Regions from separate parts of the Mus musculus genome. Here regions 1, 2, 3, 4, 5 and 7 are each linked to region 6. The links are chromatin contacts, called in public HiChIP or PLAC-seq, capture Hi-C and promoter capture Hi-C maps. All regions are on one chromosome and are shown on one strand. Each heading gives the region's core, a stretch centred on a gene start, on an enhancer-like site or on the middle of the called end of the contact. The rest is flanking DNA. Distances are from core to core; before and after follow the strand shown. Region 1 holds the start of Atp6v0d1 (ATPase, H+ transporting, lysosomal V0 subunit D1). Region 2 overlaps Sntb2 (syntrophin, basic 2). Region 3 holds the start of Vps4a (vacuolar protein sorting 4A). Region 4 holds the start of Nfat5 (nuclear factor of activated T cells 5). Region 5 holds the start of Cyb5b (cytochrome b5 type B). Region 6 holds the start of Zfp90 (zinc finger protein 90). Region 7 holds the start of Terf2 (telomeric repeat binding factor 2).

The links. Promoter capture Hi-C pulls out the DNA fragments that hold promoters and counts their contacts. HiChIP or PLAC-seq counts read pairs in DNA pulled down with a chosen protein or histone mark. Capture Hi-C pulls out chosen DNA fragments and counts their contacts.
Region 1: a contact with region 6 is called in a promoter capture Hi-C map of liver. The contact joins the promoter of Atp6v0d1 here to the promoter of Zfp90 in region 6. A contact is called at or near these places in 3 of 39 promoter capture datasets (liver and pre-B cells), 1 of 115 datasets of contacts at active chromatin or transcription factors (pro-B cells) and 1 of 9 other capture datasets (liver).
Region 2: a promoter capture Hi-C map of liver shows a contact between it and region 6, with 2.2 times the contacts expected there. The contact joins the enhancer-like site here to the promoter of Zfp90 in region 6. A contact is called at or near these places in 7 of 39 promoter capture datasets (the 3T3-L1 cell line, HPC-7-derived erythroid cells, cranial neural crest and 4 more), 1 of 15 datasets of contacts at CTCF or cohesin (the NIH/3T3 cell line) and 5 of 115 datasets of contacts at active chromatin or transcription factors (T-cell acute lymphoblastic leukemia, astrocytes, bone marrow-derived macrophages and 2 more).
Region 3: a capture Hi-C map of macrophages shows a contact between it and region 6, with 5 times the contacts expected there. The contact joins the promoter of Vps4a here to the promoter of Zfp90 in region 6. A contact is called at or near these places in 7 of 39 promoter capture datasets (the 3T3-L1 cell line, the C10 cell line, cranial neural crest and 3 more), 2 of 484 Hi-C or Micro-C datasets (cortical neurons and ventral hippocampal neurons), 2 of 115 datasets of contacts at active chromatin or transcription factors (astrocytes and bone marrow-derived macrophages) and 2 of 9 other capture datasets (adipose tissue and macrophages).
Region 4: a contact with region 6 is called in an H3K27ac HiChIP or PLAC-seq map of thymic regulatory T cells, with 4 times the contacts expected there. The contact joins the promoter of Nfat5 here to the promoter of Zfp90 in region 6. A contact is called at or near these places in 2 of 39 promoter capture datasets (cranial neural crest and liver) and 2 of 115 datasets of contacts at active chromatin or transcription factors (bone marrow-derived dendritic cells and thymic regulatory T cells).
Region 5: a promoter capture Hi-C map of liver shows a contact between it and region 6, with 4 times the contacts expected there. The contact joins the promoter of Cyb5b here to the promoter of Zfp90 in region 6. A contact is called at or near these places in 1 of 39 promoter capture datasets (second pharyngeal arch cranial neural crest), 1 of 115 datasets of contacts at active chromatin or transcription factors (bone marrow-derived macrophages) and 1 of 9 other capture datasets (liver).
Region 7: a promoter capture Hi-C map of liver shows a contact between it and region 6, with 2.7 times the contacts expected there. The contact joins the promoter of Terf2 here to the promoter of Zfp90 in region 6. A contact is called at or near these places in 3 of 39 promoter capture datasets (the 3T3-L1 cell line and liver), 1 of 484 Hi-C or Micro-C datasets (liver), 1 of 115 datasets of contacts at active chromatin or transcription factors (T-cell acute lymphoblastic leukemia) and 1 of 9 other capture datasets (liver).

Annotation. Positions count from the first base shown.
Region 1 is chr8:105,563,783-105,567,882 of GRCm38.p6, forward strand. It overlaps Atp6v0d1 (ATPase, H+ transporting, lysosomal V0 subunit D1), which reads right to left and starts at 2,282. Exons shown (of 8, transcript NM_013477.4): 1 at 2,001-2,282. The coding sequence starts at 2,130. It overlaps Agrp (agouti related neuropeptide), which reads right to left. Exons shown (of 5, transcript NM_001271806.1): 2 at 3,824-3,944; 3 at 3,578-3,710; 4 at 3,338-3,420; 5 at 2,913-3,156. The coding sequence starts at 3,707. The coding sequence ends at 2,974. Gm38250 (predicted gene, 38250) reads left to right here and starts at 2,398. Exons shown (of 4, transcript NR_168532.1): 1 at 2,398-2,492; 2 at 2,587-2,688.
Region 2 is chr8:106,970,032-106,974,098 of GRCm38.p6, forward strand. The region is part of intron 1 of Sntb2 (syntrophin, basic 2); the gene reads left to right. Among named protein-coding and RNA genes, the nearest start is that of Sntb2, 36 kb to the left of the region's middle. Within about 2 kb of position 2,165, at least 130 of the 459 cell types and tissues checked have an H3K27ac peak or open chromatin away from gene starts, as enhancers often do. A contact at or near this core is called in T-cell acute lymphoblastic leukemia, astrocytes, bone marrow-derived macrophages and 1 more, where this site is marked.
Region 3 is chr8:107,029,496-107,033,060 of GRCm38.p6, forward strand. Vps4a (vacuolar protein sorting 4A) reads left to right here and starts at 1,774. Exons shown (of 11, transcript NM_126165.2): 1 at 1,774-1,996. The coding sequence starts at 1,976.
Region 4 is chr8:107,291,652-107,295,273 of GRCm38.p6, forward strand. It overlaps Nfat5 (nuclear factor of activated T cells 5), which reads left to right and starts at 1,819. Exons shown (of 15, transcript NM_018823.2): 1 at 1,819-2,247. The coding sequence starts at 2,175.
Region 5 is chr8:107,148,849-107,152,377 of GRCm38.p6, forward strand. Cyb5b (cytochrome b5 type B) reads left to right here and starts at 1,813. Exons shown (of 5, transcript NM_025558.5): 1 at 1,813-2,025. The coding sequence starts at 1,864.
Region 6 is chr8:106,413,977-106,417,982 of GRCm38.p6, forward strand. Zfp90 (zinc finger protein 90) reads left to right here and starts at 1,351. Exons shown (of 4, transcript NM_011764.4): 1 at 1,351-1,794. The coding sequence starts at 1,762.
Region 7 is chr8:107,095,204-107,098,834 of GRCm38.p6, forward strand. It overlaps Terf2 (telomeric repeat binding factor 2), which reads right to left and starts at 1,345. Exons shown (of 10, transcript NM_001371065.1): 1 at 919-1,345; 2 at 726-821. The coding sequence starts at 1,306. Mir7075 (microRNA 7075) reads right to left here and starts at 903; the gene lies at 822-903.

The sequences.
Region 1 (4,100 bases), core at 1,032-3,531, 850 kb before region 6:
GAATACCCTAGTGTGACTATTGCCAATGATGGGGTGTCTGCTGGGAAGACAGAAACACAAGCACCCAGAAATTCAACAGTGGAACTGGCAGCAGCTGGAGTAAGAAATGCCAGAAGCCAGAAAAGGCAACAGTGTCCACCCCTAGATTTATCCAAGTAAGGAGCTTCCTCAAAGAACAAAACTAAACACTAAATTCCTTGTAACAGGAAAAAAAAAATCTCCCAAGTCCCAGTTGATCCACAGAGCTCACACTGAGTGCCAAGCACAGTGTTAAGCCCCGCCCCAGGCAGCCAGGCAGCCTACTTCTCCTCTTCCCACAGTCACATCTAAACCTTTGGGGCTGGCTCCCACAGCCCAACATCTTGAACCTCTCCTTCCTTGCTTCCACTCATATGATAAAGGTGAACAATTTTTTCTTGCAGGTTAACATAAAAATCATAAAATCTACTACTGCTCTTTAACTTTAGTAAGTTTCCTATTTTAACATTATTTTTCACTTGACGGGACTAGTTTTCAAGGTAAACATTAACTGTATGAGCCCAACTTAACATCAGAAGTATTTGATAAGAAGTTTCTACATTGGGTGAATCACCCAGCCTCTTCCAGCTACAAGCCCCTTTCTTCAAAGGAATCCTTTAGGACTCAGAGATGGGAACTCATGTCTCTGTCCTTTACTACCATGTGCGTGGAGGGTCTAGAATTAGGGACATCTCTAGCTTAGTACATCTGCTACAGTTGAGCCATCTAACTTTAGATCAGTGGTTCTCAACCTTCCTAAAGCTGCAACCCTTTAAAACACCTTATGTTGTGGTGACCCCCAACTATAAAAATTATTTTCATTGCTGCTTCACAACTGTAATTTTGCTACTGTTGTTAACCATAAATATTTGTGGTTTTCAATGGTCTTAGGTGACCCTTATGACCGTCAAAGGGATGGTGACCCACAAGTTGGAAACTGTTGCTTTAGATTTATGTGTTAAGAAAGAGGAACTTGGGGGCTGGCGAGATGGCTCAACGGTTAAGAGAACCGATTGCTCTTCTGAAGGTCCTGAGTTCAAATCCCAGCAACTACATGGTGGCTCACAACCATCCGTAAAGAGATCTGATGCCCTCTTCTGGTGTATCTGAAGACAGGTACAGTGTACTTACATATAACAATAAATAAATCTTAAAAAAAAAAAAAAGGAAAAGAAAGAAAGAGGAACTTAGCTTTCTGTCACTCTTGTGTAAGAAACTGGTGCCCTGCCGGGCGTGGTGGTGTGCGCCTTTAATCCCAGCACTTGGCAGGTGAATTTCTGAGTTTGAGGCCAGCTTGGTCTACAGAGTGAGTTCCAAGACAGCCAGGGCTACACAGAGAAACCCTGTCTCGAAAAACCAAGAAAGAAAGAAAGAAACAAACAAACAAACTGGTGCCCCAACAGTGCTGGGGTGGGGTGTGAATGCAGGTTGGGGCCAAATACTTGTACGTGAATTTCTGATTTACAGAGCCACCTCTTGCTTTTCCAAACAGTCTTGAAGACTCTACACAGCCAGCGGTTCAGAGCTGGGAGGAACCTCTCGCTAAACTGGCTTAGCAATTCCCCAGGACGACCCAACCCTCAGACCAACACCACCAAGACACAACGATTCTAAAGCCCTTGGGGGAGGAGAGAAGCCTTTTCCATCTAACTTCCCTAGGCACTGCCACCCAACAGGCCTAGGGTTGGGCCAGGGGGAAGAAGCTTGGAGGCGCACTCGTCGCGCCGGCTAACCAATCCTCGGGGACCCGTCCTTCTAAATTATAGGACTAGCTCGACGAGGTTAGAGGCAACCCGAGCCCAGGTAAACCACTGCGGTTCTTGAAGGCTTGTTTACGTCTGGGCCCCCGCGCAGAGCCGCAGCTAGAGGCAGACTCCTTCCTGACATGCCCACCATCAATCAGCTCGCGGGTTCCCAGAGGCCTCGCGTGCCCTTCCCGGCTCAGGGAGGCCCCCCTCAGACAGCCCGGACCCGCGGCTCACCCTCGAGCGTCTCGCACTGCACCAGGTTGAGGTAGTCCGCCTGGCTGAGCACCCCGGCCTTCAGGCCGCGCACTAATCCCTCCAAGTAGCCATTGTCCACGTTGAAATAGAGCTCCGGGAAGAACGACATGGCTGCGGCGGGGGTGGGAGGCGGCAGGGGAGGCGGGGGGCGGCGGGACCAGAGAGCCCCGATCTGCCCGCACGCAACTAGACTCCCCGGATCAGCTGACGCGGCGGCCGCAGCGGGCTGTCAAGTGCGTCAGGTGACGCACCGCGTCTCACGTGACCGCAGTAGGGCCTGGCTCTTAAATGGCTCCAGTTTCCGGGCACCCTGGCACGCATGCGTTACTCTGGAGTGCCCGACCGGCTATAACTGCCCTCCCGGCGCCTGCGCACTAAGGAAAGGCGGCCCTGGAGCGCCTAGCGGAGAGCAAAGAAAGGTCGATGATGGAAATCGACCGCGTGGTGGTGCTAATACCCTCAGGATGCGAGGTGGGCCCTAAGTTGAGTTTTCCTGGGTTTGGCGCTTCTGTCTGGCTTCATTAGGGCCAGCCGGGTAAAGCTGAGCGGGTGTGCTATTCCTTAGGCTGTCGAGGCTGTCTCCTACCAGACAGAAACCGAGGTCCAAGGAAGAGGAGGGGAGAGTTTCGGAGCCAAATGGTTATCCTCCAACTAGACTTTACACCCGGTAAGCCGCACTGCGCCCGCTTTCCCGGCGTTTGTTGCACTAGTTCTCTAGGACCGGGGTGTGGCCTTCTGATTTCCCCAAGGGGCCTGGTGCCTTAAACTCGCCCATATATGTGGTTCAGATGATGGTGTAGCTTAGACCCCGAGGTTATGGTGTGTGTGGTTCCAGCATGACGACGCCCCGACAACCCTTCGACAGCCACGTTTGAAATAACCACAGCTTTAAGGTTAAACCGTCCCATCCTTTATTCTCATCCCCTGCCTTTGCCCAAACAACATCCATTGGCTAGGTGCGACTACAGAGGTTCGTGGCCGTACCCAGCTTGCGGCAGTAGCAAAAGGCATTGAAGAAGCGGCAGTAGCACGTAGCGCACGGGTCGCAGCAAGGTACCTGCTGTCCCAAGCAGGACTCGTGCAGCCTTACACAGCGACGCGGAGAACGAGACTCGCGGTTCTGTGGATCTAGCACCTGCATTCGTAGGGGAATAAGGTTCAGGAAACTCTCAAACCCCGACCCCAGTAGGGTGGCAGTGGACTGAGGTCAGGGAGGGGCTGCAGTTCTGCCCAGGTTGGGTAATCCGGAAGTGGGGAGAGATGATGGTATCTGATGCGCCCTACCTTCTACTTTATCCCTTTCCCTAATGAGTTACCTCCGCCAAAGCTTCTGCCTTCTGCAGCAGAACTTCTTCTGCTCGGTCTGCAGTTGTCTTCTTGAGGCCATTCAGACTTAGACCTGGGGCAGAAGATGTGAGGGCCACACCCACCATGCACCAAGTACCCACCTCCCTAGGTTGGGATTGGGATTGGGGAAGGAGGTCTAAGCCTGGGCGGGCAGGTCTGTGGCCAGCAATGGTCGTTGCCCCACATATCCCCAACCTGACCATACTCACCTGGGAACTCTGGGAACAGAGCCTGGTCAGGCCTTCTGATGCCCTTCAGTGGAGCCACGCCCATCTGGACCCCCAGTGTGGGAGGCAGTGCCAACAGCAGAACACAACTCAGCAACATTGCAGTCAGCATGGCCTGGCTCAGCAGGAAAACCCCCATTTAGTCTCTCCTCATCCTTAGGGTACCCTACCAGCGCTGAGAGAGATGCTCCCAGAAAGTCCCAATTCCTGTATAGTCTTTGTGCTTACCTTTGCTTGCTGATCTTTGCCTAGGGATGTCCTGGTCTCTTGTGCCCTGAGCTTATATGGCAGTGCCTAATAAAGGGTCCACACGTGACTGCTTCCTGTAGCCAGGGCATGAGGTGCCTCCCTGGAAAATGGAGGCACAATTCAGGCTTTCTCCCTAAGACCTGAACCTTTGGGTGTTCTATTAGAACATCTCCAATTTGGCATGAGACAGCCAGGAACCAATTAAACTTTGGGAACAAGATAGGGTGTCCAGACCCCAAAATTTCCATAAGAGCAG
Region 2 (4,067 bases), core at 915-3,414, 560 kb after region 6:
AGGTGTGATGTTAGGAGAGCTGAGTTTGAACATCATGTAATTTAGGAGTACACTCGGCTACGAGCAAAAGAAAACCCAACCAAGGATGACTTAAGCTTCAAGGAATGTTTTAAGAGGTCTGAAGTAGGTTCTTAAAGGACTGAAGCAATACCTCATGATGTCATGTTTGTTATGTTATTTGTGGTGAGTCTATTTGTATTATAGTTGTAGGTTCTGACATATCTAAAGCTGCCTTGAGATGTAAGCTGGAGGTAGAATAAAAGAGGAGTTGCTGGTGGGATCTGTTCTCTGTATCAAGAGATGCTTTCCCAGCTGAGTATGGTGACTCAGTCCTGGAGTCTATTATTTGTGAGACGGAGGCAGGAGGATCACCTCAACTTGAAGCTCGCCTTTGTCTATACAGTGAGAAGCCAGGCCAGCTTACAGAGTGGGACCTCGTCTCAAAATGAAGGAAGGTAGAGAAGGAGTAAGTGCTTTCTTAATAAAATATCCTTATTGGCTAACAGCAGGCCTGCGGCAAAACATAGAGAAGTACATGGTTAACTTGAGCAGGGAGAGTGAGGGTTAGAAACAGGTGCCGGCTGAGGCAGTCAACTGTATACGATGGACACCAATTTTCTCAGGTAAGAAGGAGAAGCTCTTCAGTATTTAGTGTATCGTCCTATACAAAACTATAGTTGGTTGATAATCTGGGGGATTAATTGGCTTCAGGGAAATTATATTAGTACCTGCAAGGGCCATATGGAGAAGCTGGGGTGAAGTGGTGTGTTTTGTTTAATGGCTGGATTTCTGCAGATGTTAATTCAAGGAGTATTCATATACCTCTGAATGATAAGGCCTCCCCACAGGTTGGATGAGTAATGATACTGCAGTGTGTGGTGATTTACATTTAGCTGAGGCTCTTAAGAGCATGTAATATCAATATAACAGTCATTACACAGATGATTATAATACAAGCCTAGAGATTAAGTAATTTGTTTATGGTTGGGTAATGAGTCAGTAATAGAGCGGGTCAGGGAGGGGAGGATCTCAGATCTCTGAGGCAGTGGTGCTTATTATGTTCCAGGGATATTGGAGCACCCTCTCATTGAGCTGTATCTTCCCCCCCCCCCCCCCGGTACTTAAGGGTTTGTACCAACCAGCCAAGTGTGGTGGCGCACACCTTTCATCCCAGCACTTGGGAGGCAAAAGCAGGTGGATATCTGAGTTTTGCTCAGCCTGGTCTACAGAAGGCGCTCCAAGATAGCCAGGGCTACCCAGAGAAACATTGTCTTGAAAAACAAGCCATATTCTAAGAAACCTGATCATTTATTTAAGCTTCTTGGTGGTTTTATGTCAACAAATATATATTTTTCTGCAAGAAAGATGGTTAGATAATGTGGGGGAGTTTTGTTTGTGTGTTTTGTTTTTGTTTGGCTCTTGTAATTATCACTGTGACTATTATCTTGGAGATTCCCATGTAACCCAGGCTTACACTTAGCTCACTGTGTAGCCAGAGATGACCTTGAAGTTCTGCTCCTCCTGCTCTTACCTCCTGTGTACTGGGGTTGGATCAGGGTTTCATGTGTACTCGGTACTGTTGCTGCCAACTGAGCTATATCCCCAGCATCCTGTCTGGTATTTTTTGATTGGAATTCTTCTGTATGAAACAGCTTATTCTTCCCTGTTTATTTACCCAGTTGTTTGTTCAGTACAGACTCATGGTTTTTATTCTTCTGGGTTATAATCCCTGTTGTTCCACTACTAATTTTGAAGTTGGAAATGTCCTACTCTTTGTTTTTATTGTGATTTAATCAAAGAAACAAATAAAACATTGAATCATTATTTGATCTGAATTGACCACAATATTATACTATTGCTGGACAGTGAGTATCAGTCTTAGTGTACTGCAGCCACGTTCCTTAGTTAAGTTACATAAAAAAAGAGAACATGATCTCATCTTTGTCTTTTCTTCTCTTCCTGAACTTGGTTATTCTGCCAAATTAGTCAGAAAATCCCTAATGACAGTAAAACCCTGGCAGTTACAAATAGCAGTCCTTTTGTGCAATTGAAAATGTTGCAAGGTGATTGCAGATATGGAAACTTGGATGACTTCTTCTTCCCAGTGTGGCTCTCACTGCAGTTCAGGATGGAGCTTGCTGACCCCGTGAAGGCCGCTATTGTGCTGGGTTAAACTGTATTTCCGCCTATAGTGTATCACTCAGTGTGCTGATCTAAAACAAACCATCCGGTTTATCCAGCTAGTCCAAGAGACATCCACTTAGCAGCAAAGAAAAAGGTGGATTTCCTTGCACTTAAATGGCTAGAACTTTTTTGTTTAATGGAGAACATTTTGCTTAGTCTTTTCGTAAGTATTTTCCATGGTTTCTTTTCGTTTTGCTAAGACATTCAATAATGTGTAACATTTTTATCTTTGTATTTCTTACAGAGATAAAATGTTTTTCATCCCAATTTCTACTTTATCTGTTGGCCTGGAATCTTTGGGGGTTGGGAGAGAGTGTAGCTTTTTTCTGTTTATTTTTTTGAAGTTTGTGTGAGTCAGGGCCTCATAGAGCCTTAAACTGATCATCCTCTGGCCTCTACTTCCTGAGTCCTGGGATGACAGGCATGGACTTCACAGGTGTGCCATTGGGCAAGTAGAGTAGGTGACAAAACAAAGCTGTGACGTGACAAGTGCCAGGCTAGGATGGTGATGCACGAATTCTGGGGGACCCTGAACAAGGAAGCCTGCAGAAACTGGTCGTTGTGAAAAATCAGGAAGTCAAAAAGCTTGCTGTCTGGATTCCTGTCTACACGTATCAGTTTTACATAACAATAATAATCTCACTCTATAGATATTTGTGTTCAGTGCCTGCTATCTTCTAGAACCATTTATATGTATTAGTATATGTATTGAGTGAGCTCTCTTGGTTACTTAGTTGATATTAGGGTTAATATTACATTTTTATGTGCTCTCTGTGGGTTATAAAAAGAAGAAAAAGAATGATTCATTGAAATGACTCAGCAGGAAGGTGTGTTCTGCCAAGTGAGGTCAGTTCCCACATCCCATATGGTAGGAAGACTGAACCAACTCACATGACCTTCCACATGAGCGGTGACATTCGCACACCCAGTCACATACAAACATATACAACACAAATCTATAATAAATTAACAAGAAGATTATATAGGGCTAGAAACATGGCTTAGTGTTTAAAGCACTGACTGCTCTTACAGAGGACCTGGGTTCTATTCCTAGCACCCACATTGTGGCTCACAAATATCTGTAACTTCAGTTCCAGGGGATCCAGTACCTGTTGGCACTGAATGAAGGCAATGGTACACAGACAAACATATACATATGTATGTAGTATGTATGTATGTATGTATGTGTATACATATATATGTGTATACACACATACACACACACACACACACCCTCATACCTATAGAATAAATAAAAAAATTAAAAACAAGAGGATGTGAAGGAGGCTGTGGTGGTGCACGCCTTTAGTCCCAGCACTCGGGAGGCAGAGGCAGGCAGATTTCTGAGTTCGAGGCCAGCCTGGTCTACAGAGTGAGTTCCAGGACAGCCAGGACTACACAGAGAAACCCTGTCTCGAAAAAACCAAAAAAAAAAAAAAAAAAAAAAAAAAGAGGATGTGGAGGTGGGAGGGGACACCTGAAAGCCACTTCCTGAGTTGAGGTGAGAAGAGTGGAATTAGAGGCTGTGTACATAGCTCAGTTGGTAGGGTGCTTGCCTAGCAAGCATGAAGGCCCAAGTTTGATTCAAGCACTGTATGAACCTGGTGGGGTGGGTTGTGCCTGAAGTCCCAGCACTAGAGGTAAAGGCAGGAAGATCAGGAATCCAAAATCATCCCCTGATACATAGCAGGTTCAAACCCTGTTTTGGCTTAAAAGATTGTCTAAAAAAAAAAAAAATATATGGGGAGGGTGTGTCTTCCCAAGTTACAAAGTTTTTGTAACTAGTTCACATTTTAATCTAAATTCAATCTTAGATTTTGGGCTTGAAGGTATAGTTTAATGGTAGATCAATTGTGTAGTGTATGAAAGGTCCTATATTGATT
Region 3 (3,565 bases), core at 524-3,023, 620 kb after region 6:
ATGTGACATGATGGGGTGTCCAAAGGCTGGAGTGATGGATCTACGAGTCACTGGAATTCCAAGGGTGTCCAGCAAGTGTGCCTTCCGCCTAGCAGGCTTCAAGGGAGCATGGCCCTACCAGTAACTTGAGTTTTAGACCTCCAGCCTCTAGAACTCCTGGGGTCTTTTTTTTTCTTTTTGGCATAATTTTTTTCTTCCTGTGAACTCAGAACCTCTGGAAGAGCAGCCAGTGCTCTTAACTGCTGTGCCATCTCTCCAGCATCTCTCCAGCCCCGACTGGTTTTTTGAAACGGGGTCTCTTTATGCTGTCCTGTTGGTCTTGGAGCTTGCTGTATAGTTCAGGCTGTCCTCAAACTCACAAGAGATCCTCTTGCCTCTGGCTCCTGAGCGCAGGTTATTAAAAGCATGTGCCACCATGATCTTTATTGTAGCTATGAGGGAGGGAACAGTCAGAGGCATCCGGAAGAGCCCAGAGCTGAGAAAGAACAGAGTGGACTGAATAGGGTCAGCTGACTGGACCTGACTGTGAGGGGAGCAGGAGCTGTGCAGAGAGGGAGAGACAAGACAAGACCAAGAGGGCACAGAGCTGAAATCGCAGGGTTATGAGGAGAAATGAGTAGCTGGGGAAGGGAAGCCCATGAGTGACGTTTAGGGGAGGGAGCAAAGCGCACATTAGCCCACAGACCTGGAGGCTAGTGTGCGCTTCCCTATGCTGACAGGCACCTCAGACAGCCATGTTCCTTCTGCCAGTGGTAAGGGAAATGACGTGGCTCCTTTGATAAAGGGGAAGCAGCTCCAGAATCTCAGGAAATGCAGTTTCCTTTGCACCTGACACAGAGAGAGAGACCCTGCCTGAAAAAAAGAAGTATCTGGGCATGGCAACCCAAAACTTTAATCCCAGCAAAGGCAGGCAGATCTCTGAGAGTTTGGGTGGGCAGGAGTGTGGCAATCAGAGGACAACTATAAGAAGTCTGCTCTCTTCTTCCACCCAGCAGGAACTGGGGATATTAGCTCATTTGTCTTGTGCACAAGTGCTTTTACCTGCTGAGCCATCTCGCTGGCCCAGAAAAGTTAACAGTTAAAAACTAGCACAAACTTGGTGGTGGTACAAGCCTTTAATCTCAGAACTCAGACGGCAGAGGCAGGTGGATCTCTGTTCGAGGTTACGCCTGGTCGACAGCCTGAGTTCCAAGACAGCCAAGGCAACACAGTGAAACCCTGTCTTGAAAAAAAAATAAAAATAAAAACCATCACAAAACAGGCTTTAGAATCATTCTCTCATAACAGTTACCTGGGATTGAACCCACAGTGTGACATTCACTATGTATACATTAGTTCATTCATTGTCCCCTAAGACAGGCAAGGTAAATACTAATTAACATAACCTATTAAATAGCGGGAAAACACAGCTCCAGGGAGTTTACTTTTTATGGTTAGGTTTACTCAAGTGGGGTACAGATTCTACTTGTTCCCTCCGCCCCGCCCCTCACTCTCTCACAAGGCACGCCCTTGGTCGGCCCCGCCCACCTGGGCTCCCAACTCCGCCCAGAACTCCCCATCTTTGTCCACGTCCAGCCCCGCTCCTCTCCCGGATCTACCAGGCCCCGCCCCCGTCGGCCCCACCCCTCACTCGGCGGCTCCGCCCCTCACTCCGGTTTTACCGGCCTTCGGGCTGGCCCTTTACCGGTATCCCACCAGACCCCGCCCCCGGCAGGCCCCGCCCCTCTTAGAGGAGCGGTGTCTGCAGTTGCAGGCCATGGCCACAGGGCGGCAGCCGCGTGACTCGGGCTGGGCCGCTCTGGGCCGCGCTCCTCGTTCACCCTCGGACTCGGCTCCCACTGCTAGTGGCAGCTCTGCCCGCGCCGAGAGCCGACCTGCCGGGCTCCTAAGCGGCGGACCCACCACCTCGGCTCCTCCGAGCCGGACCGAGGCCGCAAGCAGCACCGCGGGGTGTGGGGCGGACCCAGGATATGAAATGACAACGTCAACCCTCCAGGTACTTGGGTGCGGCGCGCCCGCGGAGGCCCAAGGCGGCAGGGCCTGCGGGCCGCGGAGCGGACGGGCGGTGGCCTCCTCGGAGCCCGGCCTGGCGGTCCCTGTCAGGCTGCCTCGTCCCACCCGCGCTGCAGCCTCTCCCGCGCTCGGAGCCCGAAGGACGTCTCCACTGAGCCCCGGCCCAAGCCGAACCGGCGGGCCGGAGCCCAGGACGCGCAGCCGGGGCTGAACTGCCGCCTTGCAGCGGCGCCGCCTCCCCCTGAGCGCGCCCGGGTCCCGCAGGTCGCTCCGGGAGCGGCGTTCACCCGCTCCTGCCAGGCGCCCTGGCAGCCCCCTGAGCTGCTTCCAACGAGCCCCGGGTTTCTCGGCCAGCCACCCTTCATTCATTCCCTACGTCCTGCAGGGTGATGCTGGGGTGGCGCCGCCCGGATGAAGGAAGGGCTCGTTCTAGAGCTGTCAGAAAGCATAAACACTGTCAGGCCTCAGGCTTGTGTTTAAATCCCAGCCCTGCCACTCACCAGTGTGTCTAGGTTTTGGATGTTGGAATGTTGGATTTCCTCATCACTAAAATAGGCAGTGCCCTTGTAGGGTGGTTGTCAGACGACTTGAGACAATAATTCAGGGAAAGCAATTATAACATAGGTTCAGCATATCATGTACTCGGTAAGCCTTTGCTAATAAAGTAAGCGTTTGGGTGGAACCAAGTAAGACTTTATGAAGGAAGGGACTTTAGCCAGAGCATCAAAGAGTGAGTGATATTTGCATATCTGGTGGTGGTGGTGGCTGCTCCAAGTAGAAATACAGGAGTAAATTTCTGTTCTAGGCTTGAAATTAGATGGAATTCAGAACTAGAACCCACCATTCACTGCAGAAACTGTTCTGTTTGTTCTTAGGGTTAAACCAACTTCGGCCTGATCCCACCTGCCTGGCCAGAGTTAGCACTACATGTGAACCAAGAATATTATCCAACTTTTAGGAAACAGTTTTATGAAGAGCTAGCACTCATGCTATAACGGTCACATATTTAAACTGTACCATCCAGGGCTTTTAGAGGTTTGAATCATCACCAAAGAAACTCTACGCCTTTAACCACTGCTCCTCAGCCCTACTGTCCCATGTAGCATACTCTGTGGCATTGTACGTTGTTGTGTTTGCGTGCATATGTATGTATGGTGTGCATGTGTTGTCTGGGTATGACAGTGCCCGCACACGCATTCCCATGACCTGCCCGTGTGGGGAGGTCCGAGGATAACATGCACGCATCGGTTCTCTTCTGGATGTTCAATTCAGGCTGTCAGACTCCGGTAGGAAGCGGATTTCTTTTTTCCTGGGATTTCCTTTATTCTTTGACGTTTCATACATGTCAACCATGAGTCTGGGTCTTGTGTACTTCCAGCTCCACCCCCTACTCCTGTGCCCCCCCTCTCAGTAACCCGCTGTGCCCAGTTAGTGCTTCTTAAATTTTGATTGGTCTTAGTGAGCTCATCTGGTGCAGGTAAGCTGCATTTCACAGCACCCCTCCAGCCTCTGGCTCTTTCCTCCCCTCTTCCAGTTTTTTTCTTGTGCCTTG
Region 4 (3,622 bases), core at 569-3,068, 880 kb after region 6:
TGGGGTGGCTCAAAAAACCTTCCTTGTGACTGATGAAAATGCTCACAGGGTTCATTAATTATCACTAAGAATTCAGTGAAGATAATCAGGCAGCCTGTATCAGATGTTCAGATGAAAGGATAGGTGGTTTCTGATAACACAAATGTAAATTCTAGGTCTGTAGGTTAAGCTTGCTAAAGGGCCCACCCCAGAGCTGCCTGCACTGGGGCCTCCCTTGCTCAGAGACTCTTCCCCAACTCCAGCATTCCAAGTCACAATAAAGTGCCCAAAATCACAGAGGCAAAACTTTGTTAGGGATTTATATGGGTACATCCGCAGGGTTTTAGGATTTGTGACCAGCTTTGTAGACACAGTAACATACATCAAGGCATCTTTAACACCTGAAAAACACTGCCCACGTGGCTGTTGGCATCAAAATCCCACACAGAATTAAAAATTATTTTCCAAGATGCGCACCCTGTGCTCAAATTGATATTTTAATAACTCGATTAAAAATTTCCCAAAAGTCTATTAAGAGTCAGGAAACAGTCTGTGGTGGAGGTGAGGATGTGTTTTTGCAACGGAAACTTTTAGCCCCCGAGAACAGAGCAGCCAAAAAAATCTCATTTACATGTTTTCCCTCCATTCTCCCTTAGCACAGTGAAAAAAATGAAAACCCGTGTGGAAGAGTATGTTTGCTTACTTCTCTCCCCCTACCCCACGCACGCGTGTGCATTACACACAAGCCATGTGGACTCACATGATCCCATTTTTAAATTGTCTTTTATTTTCCACTCCGGAGTAAATTCGACCATTCACTATCAGAGACATCATTATACATAAACTTAAACAACAACAACAACAAAAATCAAAGCCAGGCATGGTGGTACTCTTCTGTAATCCCAGCATTCGAAAAGCTGAGTCAGGAGAACTGCCCTAAAATTGAGGCCAGTCTAAATCTACACAGCGAATTGCAGGCCAGCTAGACCTACATAACAAAATCACCTGTCTAAATAAATAAATAAATGCAGTCGCCGTAAATTTGGTGTGGTGGGTAACGTGGGGGGAAAATATTTTCATTAAAAAGAATCAATAGCCGAGCATGGTGACTTCTGACCGGCAGGGGCAAGCACAGCTCTGTGAGTTTGAGGCCAGCCTGATCTACATAGTGAGCTCCAGGCCAGAGTGGGCCAACAGAAATCATCAACAACAAAAAAATCCACGAACAGGAACAACAACAACAAAATCCACAAACAAAACTTGGTAACTCGTGATGGTGGTGGTGGTGGTGAGTATGGCTTGCCCTTTCTTAATTAAAAAGTGAGTCTGATAGCCCCTTGACCAGCTCACTGCAGACACTGCTATGAAAAACCCCGAAGGGCCCGGTTGCTGTCCAAGCTGTGGAACTCCATTCCCCAGTGCTGAGCTCCAGCGAGCGGGCCTCGATCGCTGCAAGTCCCTGGAGGGCTTTTCCCCTCCTGGCTGACATCCAGGTCCCCCAGGGTCTGTGTCCTCCTAAGTACACCACGGAGCAGGGCCGGCCGCCTCAGGCTCGCCGCCACCAGGTCGAGGCAAAAAAAAAAAAAAAAAAAAAAAATCTTTTCCCTTCTCAGGGCCCCAGAAGCCAGGCCGCCTCCCTCCACCCTCCCTGCTGGCTGGCGGGGCCCTTTCCCAGCCCGGGATCAGCAGCGGCCGCAGCAGCGACGGCAGGAAGCGAAGCCCTTGTTGATGCTGTTCCGTGGCGCGCCTGTCCGCCCTCCGCCGGCCGCCAGGCTCTTCCGGGCTCCCGGACCTCCCCCCCTCCGCGCGTGCGCAGTGCCCCACGAGGGGGCGGGGCTCAGATTCCTGTCAGCGGCGCCGGCGGTGGCGGCGGCCGTCAGTGTGCGCTGAGGAGAAGCCCGAAACGGACCCGTTTGGCTCTCCCTCTTCCCCTTTCCCCGGTCCGAAGCTTCTGGTCTCTGGACTCACCGGGAGTCAGTTCTCCACTCCGCAGAGCTGTTCCCTCCACTCCGCCGCCCTTCTCATCGCTCGGCCGGGTGGGAAGTGACTGCCCTCGAGGAGGAGGAGGAGGCAGCGGCTGCCGCCCTCGCCTCACCGCCCCCGGTTCGGTGCCCGCGGATCCCGGAGAGGAGGTGCCGCCGCCACCGCCGCTCCCCCCCTCCCGCTGCCCTCGGGCCGGGCTGGGTCGAGCTGCGATGCCCTCGGACTTCATCTCATTGCTCAGCGCGGACCTAGACCTGGAATCGCCCAAGTCCCTGTACTCGCGAGGTGAGTCAGATGGGGGGGTGGGGGGGTGGGGCGTGGGGGCGGGGAGCGCGAGCGCGCGGAGTCCCGGGCTGGGGTGGGGGGGTCCCCCGTCGGGGCCGGGCTCGGGCGGGCTTGCCCCTCACGAGAGTCCTGGGCTGGCCGCGGAGGGCCAGGGGTGATCCCGGAGCTGCCGAGCGGCGCCCCCCTCCCCAGCGCGGCGCGGCGCGGCGGCGCGGCGGGGGGCTTAGGGTCCGCGCGCCCCCCAGAGTCCTCTGCGGTCCCGGAGGTTCGCAACCTGCCGGTCGGCGGGTCCGGACTCCACCACACTCGGCGGACTGCCGGCCCAGTCCTCCCCCGGCTCGGGAATCACCCCACTGGTCCCGCTGCTGGGGACACCGGGGAGGGGGGGTGGAATCGGGGCGCCGCGGCTCGTGTCCCCCGGACTCTCCTCTTTGGCAAAGTTGCCCCACGCCGGGCTGCGTGGCCCCGAGGGGCTTCGGAGCTCAGGGTCACCATTTTTTTTTTTTTCTCCCTCTGGTCTTGTTTGTGCGCGGTCGTCCTACTCCCCCCCCTTCCCCGGCCTAGTCCACTCCCTCCCCATGTCGGGACGGCCCCCCTCGGCCAGGCGTTCTTCCTTTCCTCGTCATCTTCTTGCCTGGAAAAGGCCCCAATCTTCTTTCTCTCTTTCCACCTCCGTGACATTCTAATTACTTCTCTTTTACAAAGATAGGGATGCCCTCCTTGGAGTACTTGTATTCCTCTCCCTGGAGTACCAGGCTCGGGCACAGTCCTGCCCTTTGAGAAAAATTCTCTTCTGTTGCTGTTCAAGGGCTTCGTGCAGAGAGGAGGCAATGAACAGAAAATCCCATTTAAAACTACTTTGGCTAAGGCCTGCAGGGGATTCCCAGCATCTAAAACATTAATACTTGAGGTGATCTCTGCTGGGGTTAAATTCCTACACTGGACACCACAAGAATGTGTCAGAACAGGTTCCCCTTGCAAGGGGTATCAAATCAAAAATGCCCCCATCTGTACTCATTTCTTATACCAGTGGAAGGAGGCTAAAGACAGTTCTTTTATATTTTTTTTTACAAATAAACCATGGTGAACCCTTTTCCCAAGAAATCCAGCATTTCTCCTATTTTTTTGGTTTTACAAACCCACCAGAAAATTTCACCTCTTTGGGGTAGAGAAGGACTAAGCCTGGTGTTAATGTATTTATATGAAGTGAATCAGAGGGATGTGGTTTGCCCTGGAAGGTGCTAGACTTTATAGACTACAGGCCATTGTCTGTTGCTTTGATGAATTTAGTTGGCAGTCACTATCCTGTAGGATGTTTTTCAGATATTACCTAAAGTAGCTTAGAAATATTGTAGTTTGAAGTGTCAGAAAGAAG
Region 5 (3,529 bases), core at 563-3,062, 740 kb after region 6:
GTTTTGTAGGGATATGCAGTTTACAAATCTGTGTGCTCACTCCTACATGCACAAGGAAGCTGGAGGAGTGGTCACGTGTCTTCATCTGTCATTCCTCTTCAGGTTCCCTGAAAGAAAGTCTCTCCCTGAACTTGGGGCTTGCTGTTTTCAGCTCTACCAGATGGCCAGCAAGCTCTCAGGAGCTGCCTTCCTCCACCACCACCCCAGAACTAGAATTACAGGCATAGGAAGGCCTGCCGGGCTTTTACTGCCGAGGGAGGGAATGGTTAAGTCGTCACTTTTGCTCAGCAAGTGCTCTGAGTCTCTACTGTGGTGCCTTTCCCCTGTGCTGGCTGGTTTTGTGTGTCAATTTGATGCAGGCTGGAGTTATCACAGAGAAAGGAGCTTCAGTTGGGGAAATGCCTCCATGAGATCCGGCTGTAAGGCATTTTCTCAATTAGTGATCAAGTGGAGAGGGCCCATTGTGGGTGGTGCCATCCCTGGGCTGGTAGTTGTGGTTCTATAAAAGTGCAGGCTGAGCAAGCCAGGGGAAGCAAGCCTATAAAGAACATCCCTCCATGGCCTCTGCATCAGCTCCTGCTTCCTAACCTGCTTGAGTTCCAGTCCTGACTTCCTTGGTGATGAACAGCAATGTGGAAGTGTAAGCTGAATAAACCCTTTCCTCCCCAACTTGCTTCATGGTCATGATGTTTGTGCATAGAATAGAAACCCTGACTAAGACAATGGCTTATAACCTGCAAGCATAATAAACCTTCTACTTCTCCAGCTGGTTTTGGTCAGTATTTATGAGAGCCATCAGAGCAAACTACAGTACATAGTTTGTGTAATTAGGAACTTAGGTTATGGAAAGTAGACATGGTGGTGTCCTTTTAAGCCAGCACATGGGAGGCAGAGGCCTCTGAGTTCCAGGACAACCAGGCTTACATACTGATACATTTCTAAACAAACAAACAAACAATAAAATATTAGTGAAAGAGGTTGCAAATAGTTTACAGAGTCATGAGTGCTAGGTTGTGAAGTAACACCGTGAAACATTTTAGGATGATCAGCCTCTTAGTTTTCACCGCAATTAAAGAGAAAGGCTCGCAACCTTGCACATTAACTTAGAATTCCAAATTACCTAGACTTTTAGCAAGGGTCATTTGAAGTAAATCCTATTTTAGGCCATTTAGAAACTAAAACAGTGTAGATGAGCCCTGATCACTGAAGAATTCAGTTAGAGATTGTTTTGTCAGTAGTGGAAGAAACTTAGGACATCTACCCTTGCCCCAACTGCTGTCCTAAGGCCTTGTACCTAAGAGCCATGGAGTCCAACGCCACTTGTGATTTACACAGTGGATTGCTGGGCTCACGCCTCTCTTAGCACACTCTCTTTAACACACATCCCAAACCTCTGGGCAAGGAAGGTAGAGGTCACCACACCCATTTTAATTGTTGAGCCTTTTGGAGCCTAAAGGGAACCAGTCTGGGGGACAGCAAAGCTTGTAACCCCGGGGGCTGCAATTCTGGATGGGAAGATCAAGGGAAAATGCGGGTCCGTTCATTCGGGGACCCAGGGTGGCAGGAAGGGAAAAGAGACGCTGGAAACCGGCTCTTTTCTTTTAGGGCCGGGCCTGCCCATGGGCCGAGCAGAGAGAATGCTCTCCTGTGGTGACACTTGTCACCCGGCCACGTTTAGGCGCTGGTCCAAAATCACGATATCTGATTGGCAAGGTTGGAGGGGCTGGTCGACGCCGATTGGCCAGTCGGACGTCGGACCAGGTTTACCCGGTTACGGAAGCCGAGGAGGACCCAGCGCGGGCCGGCAAGTCAAGGAAGTTAGCGGTGGAAGCCCAGATAGCGGCGGAGAGGGCTTCGGATCCCATGGCGACCCCGGAGGCCAGCGGCAGTGGCGAGAAGGTCGAGGGCTCCGAGCCCTCCGTCACCTACTACCGGCTGGAGGAGGTGGCGAAGCGAAACTCGGCGGAAGAGACGTGGATGGTGATCCACGGGCGAGTCTACGATATCACCCGCTTCCTCAGCGAGGTGCGGGCCGGGGAGGCGGGAGGCCTCCGCGCGCTGCCGGGGTGGGGGTGGGGAGAGGCCACGCGTGGCTGTCCGGCGCCCGGAAGGAACCGTGACCCTCGGAGGGGCTGCAGTCTCAGCCTCGACTGACAACGTGCGTTTCTCAATGCATGGAGCACTTGCAGGATGCTAGATCACACGCCAGGCCATCAACCCGTTTCCCATAAAGAGAAACTGAGGCTCACGGAGGCCGGGAGCTCTCAAGGGCACACACTTAACGACCTAATCGAGCCCAGTTCAGAACTGCTCCTTTCCAGGAAGTATGCCTTAGAAAGCAGTGCTTTGGGGGGCTTTTATTTTCTAGAGGAGAAGGCAGTTTTTTTAAAAAGTAAAAACAATTAAATTTTGTATGTGGGGGGGGTGGGGGTGGGGGTGGGGGCATCTGCATCTGCGTTTGGTGCCAGAGGTCAGAACCCCAGGAGCTGGATAAGAGGAGGTTGTGAGCCTCCTGATGTGGGTGTTGGGTACTGGATCTTCCGAGAAAACAGAACATGTGCACATGTGCTCTTATCCAGTGAGCTGAGATTCCTCCCACCCCTGTTCCTGGTTAGGCAGTAGAGTGTGTGGGGTGTGTGTGTGTGTGTGTGTGTGTCCGTGGAACTTTTATGTAGAGCAGGCTGGCTTCGAACTCAGGGATCCTTCTGCCTCTGCCTTCTGAACGCTGGGGTTAAATGTGTGGGCCACCAACACCTGGCTTTCAACCCTTTTGTTAGTGCTTCAAATCAAATCTTATTACTCAAGATCTCTTTGAGACTGTTGGGCCACAGATAATTTTCCTCTTTGTGACAGGGCGTTTTTCAGCTTATTACATAGTCTCTGTAGACCTTGAACTTCTAATCTTCCTGTATATGCCTTTCTAGGGATCAGATCGCTCATGCTTATTAGGCAAACACTGTCAACTATATTACACCTCTAGCTGGGGTTTGACAAGTGTATTTGACCATGTAGTCACTACAGTAAGGAAAAAGAACATTTCACCCCACTAAGATGTTACTCTCTTGTTCCTTTGCTGACTGTCAATCTTTTTTTTTTTTTTTTTCCAAGACAGGGTTTCTCTGTGTAGCCCTGGCTGTCCTGGAACTCACTCTGTAGACCAGGCTGGCCTCAAACTCAGAAATTTGCCTGCCTCTGCCTCCCAAGTGCTGGGATTAAAGGCGCCACCACTGCCCAGCCTAAAGATTCTTTTTTTTTTTTTAAAGATTTATGCATTTATTTATTATGTGTAAGTACACTGTAGCTGTTTTCAGACGCACCAGAAGAGAGCATCTGATGTGAGCTACCATGTGGTTGCTGGGATTTGAACTCAGAACCTTTGGAAGAACAGTCAGTGTTCTTAACCACTGAGCCATTTCTCCAGTTCTTGTTTTCTCTCTCTCTCTCTCTCTCTCTCTCTCTCTCTCTCTCTCTCTCTCTCTTTTTTTTTTTTTTTTTTTTTGGTTTATCGAGACAGGGTTTCTCTGTGTAG
Region 6 (4,006 bases), core at 101-2,600:
AAAGTTCTGCCTTAGGAATCCTTCTAGGGTCTCTTAAACTTCTGTTTTGTGCGTATCTGTCTGCTACTGTTGTCTAGTGTGGAAAGTATTTGCAGAGTTTCCAAGGGGTTTGTTGTTATTTATACTTTCTCCGCCCCCGCATCCCAGCAAAAATCCACAGAACACTGTGATAAAAAGACAAATAGTAACAGGTGTGGGTAGGAATGTTGAAATCTATATGCTGTTAGTTTAAAAAAAAAAAAGATGGAAGTGATACAGCCTCTTTAGAAAACATTCACAGTTCCTTCAAATGCTAAACATGGTGCTACCAAATCTCTATAATTCAACTTCTCTGTATCTACCCCAGATCAATGAAACTGCACCCCCATAAACGTGTGTACACACATATCCTCTGTAATGTTGCTTTGAAGATAAAAGCATAAAATCTCACAGTGTGAACAACGCAGACGCTACCAACTGATGAATGAATGTGGTACACTCGGGCAATCAGATCTTTCATTCAGCATTAAAAAAGAATGGGATAGAGACTCCTGTGATGTGAATGAACTCAGAACCACTGTAATAACTGAAAGAAGCCAATCATAAAACTTCATATTGCCTGATCTTATGAGATACCCAGAAGAGACAGATTTGTCACAAAGACAGCACAGGTCAGTGGTTGCCCGGGATCGAGAGGAGGTGGGTTAGGACGAGGGGACGGTTATTAATGTACATGATTTTTTTTCTTTTGTGGCTAATTAAAATGTTCAAAGAGGAGACTACAACGATGGTTGTGCAACTCTTTTTATGTACTAAAGTCTATTGAATTATACACTTTAGTCATTCGTGCATGCATTGTTTATTTATTTTGGCTTGTAAGACCAGGTCTCTTGTAGCCCAGGCTGGTCTTGAACCACAGTTTAGGATAACCTTGAACTCCCGATCCTTAGCCACTTGTGTGCTAAGAGAATTGAGAATTGAGTCTACAGAGTGAGTTTCTGGACATCCTGAGCTACACAGAGGGAGAAAGAGGGAGGGGGGAGGGAAAGGGAACGGGATGGGAGGTGGAGGAGAAGGAGAAAAGAAAAGAAGGAGCGGTGAGAATTTCTAGAAGCTCCAACACACACACACACACACACACACACACACACACACACACACACACACACACGACAAAAACTTTGAACCTTTCCAGCAGCTCCAGAAAACACACATACCAAAGAAAAACTTTGAACCTAACCTGCCCGCCTTCTTGTGCTCTTACTGCAGCCCCCCACTAGGAGGCAGGACCTCTGCAGGGCGGGCACGCGAGGATAGCTGGGAATCGTAGTTTCTGCACCCGTGGATGGGCAGGCGCGAGGATCATTGTGCGCAGTCGCACTCGTGGCTCTGCGCCCGCCGCTGTGGCCATTGTCCGACCCTGTTGTTGCAGAGCAGTACTGCCGGGAACAAGAAACTGCAGCGGGCGCTAGAGGGGCGGACCTGAGGTCGCGGATTCCGAAGCCCCGGAGGCAGATTCCGAGTGCAGTGGGTAGGAGGCTGTCCTCCGGGCCTCGCCGACCATCCTGCGGACGGACTGGGCGTGGCCGGAGGAACTGTCCCGAAGCTGTGGGGCCTTTCATTTGGCCTTGGGAAGAGCAGCAGGAGAAGGCGGGGCTCCTCCCCACGTTTCGGCCGAAGTGGCTGCAGAGCTGAAGGGGTGGGGCCTCGGGGTAGCCCGGTGAGTGGATCCTGTCCTCTCTCCTCAGCCCTGGACCATAGCCAGCACACACTGAGGCAGGAATGGCCCCGAGACCTCCGACGGCCAAGCCCCAGGTGAGCCGAGCCTTCCCCCACCGCCCGGAGCATCCCACCCTGAGAGGCCCCCGGAGTCTGTATGGAACAGTTATTGGTATAGGTATAGAGAGTCTTAGTTTGGATCGCTTTGAGTCTCCTCCTCTGGAGAAAACCCCTCCCAAAGTGCCCAGCCCTGGGCAGAGCAGGATTTCTGAAAGGATGGAGTTAAAGAGGAGACTAGGGAAGTGCGATCTTGTGAGAGGAAGTGTTCTGGGGGTGTCAGCACTGAGACTTTATTGCAGTGTGCACTTCTTAGAACTCTTCAGTGAGGAATGGAGGATAGAGGGACAAAATAGAAAAGCCCCCTGCTTCCCATCCAAAGGCCATAAAGAGATAGTAGGGGGGCAGAAGAGACCTATTAGAATAAGAGGCCGGTGAAGGTTGGGCGCTGAGTCGGAGACCACCATTACAGCCAAACCTGGTCAGACAAGCTCCAGCTTTTCTTGCCCCCCCCCCCGCCCCACTCGTTTTATTTTCCTTTCTTTCTTTCCCCATTAACAAATGTATAATAGTGCGCACCCTCCATAGCCCCGGCTTCAGGTTAATTAGTAAGAGACAGATTTATCAACCCACTTTTTAGTTGTAGCAAAAGGGGCATTTTCTGGACATAAGCTCTGAGGCTGTCCGTTTTACTTTGATGAGAACATAATCTGAACTCTCTTTGGAGTTGAAGGTAAGAACTAGGACTATAGCTCAGTGGTAGATCACTTGCCTAGTATGTGTGAGGTCCTAGGTTCAATTCCCAGCACCTCCTGGAAAATGATAAGGATGGGCTGGAGAGATGGCGCTCCAGTTAAGAGCACACACTGTAAGCTTTTACACGCTGCTCTTGCAGAATTAGTTTCGTTCCTAGTACTCACGGCAGGAAGTACACATCCACCTTGTAATACAGGTTAAAGGGGACCTGATGGCTCTGGCTTCTTGGATACCTGCTCTCACAGGAACAAAATTGTTAGAAACGGGGGAAAAAAATCTCAGCTCAAGGCATTGAGGAAGAAAGGATCGCACAGAGTTGAAAGAAGCCTAGCAGGGCTCTGAACTCTTGTAAAAATGGTCCAACTGAACCAAAACTGAGCTAAAAACCACAGTTTGCCAGGGTGACTTCCGTCTTTTCTCCCTCACAGAGGTGGTGACTGAAACTCATCCCGTTAATTGAAGCTTGATCCTATAATCTGACACGATTGGCTAATTGTTGCAAAGGGGAAGGCTTGGGGAATATAATATGGGCCTTTATAAGGCTATTTTCGTGAGGGGAAAAAGGGTTTGCACAATACCCACAGAGAGACCCATAATATAACAAAATACTTTTAACAGTAAGCTACAAGTTGTAGTTGCTACAGGTATCATATAATCAAGTTCAATCTAGATAAAAATACTAACAGTATCTTTTAAGGTCAGTTTATAGAGTCCAAAAATGTAGCACAGTCAGTTGCTATGTATATCATATAATCAAGTTCAATCTAGTTAAAAATACTAACAGTGTCTTTTAAGGTCAGTTTATAGGGTCCAAAAATGTAGGGCAGTCAGTAGAGTCGCTGCCTAGAGTGCAGGGAACCCTGGGTTTACATCCCTTCATGAACTGCACACAGCCTGGGGAGAACTAGAGAAGTCACCCTTGGGAAAGAACATTGATCGAGGTCTAGAACAGTGGCTAGGAGTATTTTCTGTAGAGCTGAGGGAAGGCCATGCACTGTGGTGAGGATGTGCAAAGCAAAAGGATGCAAAAGAGAGACAAGTTAATAAGGCAAGGAGTCCATGTGACAGGAACCGAACTGCCGCCTTCTGCCTTTTGTGGATCAGCAAGTTGCTGCCTGGTTGTGTTGTTTGCAAAGACCCACACAGGTGATGATGATGGTGATGGTGGTGATGATGATGATGATGATGTTCTAGATTATTTTAGACCTCTACCTCCTGCTATTCTTTCCAGGCAACTGAATCACCTTCTCTTTAAACTTTGCTTCCTATCCTATGCCCTGTGCTTCTGTCTAATGGGAAAAAAAAAATCAAATTGTAGAGCTAGAGATGGCCTCAGCTGATACAATGCTTACCTAGCATGAGCCAAGCCCTGGCTTCCCTCCCAGTGCCACAGACACCAGATGTTGTGGTGCGCGCCTGTAATCCTGCTGTTGGGAAGTAGAACCAGAAAGATCGGAGGTTCAACCTCGACCACATAGTGTGCTGGAGATCAGCC
Region 7 (3,631 bases), core at 95-2,594, 680 kb after region 6:
CTAATAATATAAAAGGGCCATACAGACCCAGTAAAGTTTGCATTTATTTGTTTATGTCCTTGATATATGGTTCAAATTCCAATCAACATATTTCTTTTTTGTTTTTCAAGACAGGGTTTCTCTGTGTAGCCTTGGCTGTCCTGAAACTGGATCTGTAGCCCAGGCTGGCCTCGAACTCAGAAATCCACCTGCCTCTGCCTCCCAAATGCTGGGATTAAAGGTGTGCACTACCACTGCCCGGCTGGCTTCAACGTATTTTAAGTGACTATCTTTCAATACTTTTTAATACAGCTCAATTATAACATATATGTTTGCCTCCAAAATCCAGAATAACACAACTTCCTCAGATACAAGGGGCCAACAATGAAGAGAGTTTGTTAAGTAGCTGCCAAGTTCAACTTGTGTGTGGATGGGAGAGTGTTCCCACTTTACTATTTGGAGGAAGAGGGAGAAAGATGTGTCCTTATTGACGTAACTTACTTGTAGCAATAAAAATGGGTGTGCAATTAACAGGTGGGAGAAAACAAAACAAAAGACAGCCAAGAAACTTTAACTGGAGAAAACCGGAATTAGAGAATTCAACCACTGTTGAATGAAAAAGCCCTCCGCGGTGGAACCAGTAGTGCACTTTAACCCGGAATCTTTCAGTTCCGGATGTTAAGTTTGAAAATAACAAAACCCTACGTAAGTAAGCCCAGAAAAGAACACACAAAAAATAGCCGTACCTAAATTTTCTCCTTCTTCAATGCGCGACAGACACTGCATAACCCGCAGCAACCGGGACACCGTATGCTCCTTCCCCAAGGGCCTGACAAGCAACGCTGGGAAAGAAGACATGGTTGGCTCCGCGAGCCCCGGACCCCAAGTCATGCCCCCCAAAACCATGTCCTCCTCCCCGCGGCCCGAGCCGGCTCTCACCCTGCATGATGTCCCGGATCTGCCTGAAGTCCCGGTACCGGCTACTCCGAAAGGCCCGCAGCGCCTCGTGGAAATAGAACTTGAGCACCCAGCGGTTGACCGCCTCCTCCAGGCGAGCTTCCCCCGCGCCCCGCTCGGCCGCGCCTCCCAACCCTGGCTCGTGTCGCCCCCGTCGAGCCCGCCCGCCGCTGCGCGATGCCCGTCGGCTCGCCGCCCGCCCGCTGCTATCGCTGCTCCCGCCTCCTCCCGCCATCGTGTTCGACCGCCGCTCGCCCTCCCCGCCCTCCCCGCCCTCCCGACTGGGCCGTTTCCTTGGCTGTGACGCCATCGGGTCACGCACAACGCCCGGGCCGGAAGCAGGGCCCGCTGTCCCGGCTCCCGCAGCCATGATACCGACGGGGTTCCGAGCCGCCCGCGGGCTTCTGGGAGGGAAAGGACCGAGGCGGCGGGGGGTCTACCCACCTCCTCGGCATCCGTAGTTCCTCTTGTGTCTGCTGCAATGCTTGCTGGGGATTGGAGTCCACACAGCCCAGCCAGGCGCGCTATTTTGAAGACTACGCTGCAGACTTGGGACAGTGTAAAGAATATGAAAAATAAGCGCGTGCATAATGTTAGACATTTCGCAAATTGTGAAAAGCAGTACAGTAGAAAGAAATTACTTTGTTTTGTTTTGACACAGAGTCTCACTGTGTATCCCTGGTTGGCTTGGAACTCAAGACATAGAACTCTGCCTCTGTGTTGCAGTGCTGAGATAGTGCCAACATGGCCAGCCTTTTTTTTTTTTTTTTTTTTTTTTACTTTTTTTCTTTTTAAAACATAGGTTTGTTCTGGGAATCAACGGAGGTCCTCGCCATTCTAGAGCAAGCACTTTATCAACCGTGCACTGTCCCCAGCCACCTAGTAAAAATGTATTCTAAGACAGGCCCTGCAAAGTTACCCAGGCTAGTTTTGAACTCATGTCAGAGCCCATCCACAACATGGCTTTGGAGCCACTCTCTAAAGCAATCCTAGCTATGGTAATCCAAGCTGCTTGGTGATTCCAGCCTGTTTGCCTTACTTAACAGGAGCTAAACTATCTGCCTTGATATCCTGACAGGTCTGCTTCTTATTGTGTAAACCTTGAACAAGTTACTTCTCCGTTTGTGTACCTGTGCCCCTTTCTGTCAAGTGGACATCGTGAGGATTGTATTAAAATGAACTGAGTTACTATTTCTGGTTCCTGTAGCTCAGGGTTCAACAAATTGTGTGTGTGTGTGTGTGTGTGTGTGTGTGTGTGTGTGTATACACAGAGATCCAAGGATAACTTTTAGAAGTTGGTTTTTGCCTTTCATTATGTGGATCCTAGGGACTGAAATCAGGTCATCTGGCTTAGTCTCTGGCAAGCATCTTTATCCACTGAACCATCTATCTTGTTGCTCCTGGATTCCAATTGCTTTTCATGAACTCATCCAGAGCATGCTTGGACAATCTATTTTTGTTTACAAAAAAAAAAAAAAATCTGATTTTTAAGTTTGGTGCAGTGGTCCATGTCTTTACACCCAGTGTAAAAGTTATAGCTCTGAGGGGAAAGTATCTTGGCAGTCAAGAACCAAGGAATATCACAAAGTCACACTATACGACAAACCTCACACACAAGAAATTTACTGGGAAGGAAGGAAGACTCAGGCTCAGGCGAGAGGCAGCTGGATACTGAGTAGAAGGCAGGGTTTATGTGGGGTTTCTTGGGGTGAGAGTGGAGCAGGGCAAGTTTTCAAGTCCAGAGCTTGAGTTTTTTTACTCTGTAGGGTGAGGGCTGGCTGGGTCCAGCCATTAGAGTGGTTAGAGTGTTCTGTGGATGGAACTGGTGGTTGGAGCTCCTCAGGGGCGAGGCCTGGCAAGGGAAGGTTTCTCTCTAAAAAGTATTACATCTGTGCTTCAGCAAGGGGGAGGTTGCCACAGTGGAAGGTGTTACACCTCTGTTCTGGGAGGTATCCTGTCAATCAGGGGACAAAGAACTCCACAAAATCACACTGTACAACAAATCTCACACAAGAGATGTGTTTGGGAGGGAAGACCCCAAAAGGGTGGCTGCCTCTGCTTGGGTAAAAAGCAGCAGTGAACTGAAGGAAGACTTTATATAGGGTTTCTTGGGGGGTGGGAGGTGGAGCTTCCCAGAGTGGACAGTTCCAGAATGGGGATTGGTGGGATTTCAAGGAAGTGTGGCATTGTGAAGGCAGGGTTTTGAGATCTTAAATGCTCAAGTTACGCCCAATATGAAACACATCCAGTTTCCTTCTTGCAGATCAAGATGTAGAATTCTCAGCTCTTTCTCCAGCACTATGTCTGTCTGGATGCTGCCACACTTCCCACCATGATGGGAATGGACTATACCTCTTAAACTGTAAATCAGACCCAAATTAAATGTCTTCTTTTATAAGAGTTGCCTTGCGGGCTGGAGAGATGGCTCAGAGGTTAAGAGCACTGATTGCTCCTCCAGAGGTCCCGAGTTCAATTCTCAGCAACCACATGGTGGCTCACAACCATCTTGTAATGGGATCTGGCAGCATCTTCTGGTATGTCTAAAGACAGCTACAGTGCATTCATATAAGTAAAATAAATAAATCTTTACAAAAAAAAAGTTGCCTTGGGCTGGGCAGTGGTGGTGCATGCCTTTGATCCCAGCACTTGAGAGTCAGAGGCGGGTGGATCTCTGAGTTCGAGGCTAGCCTGGTCT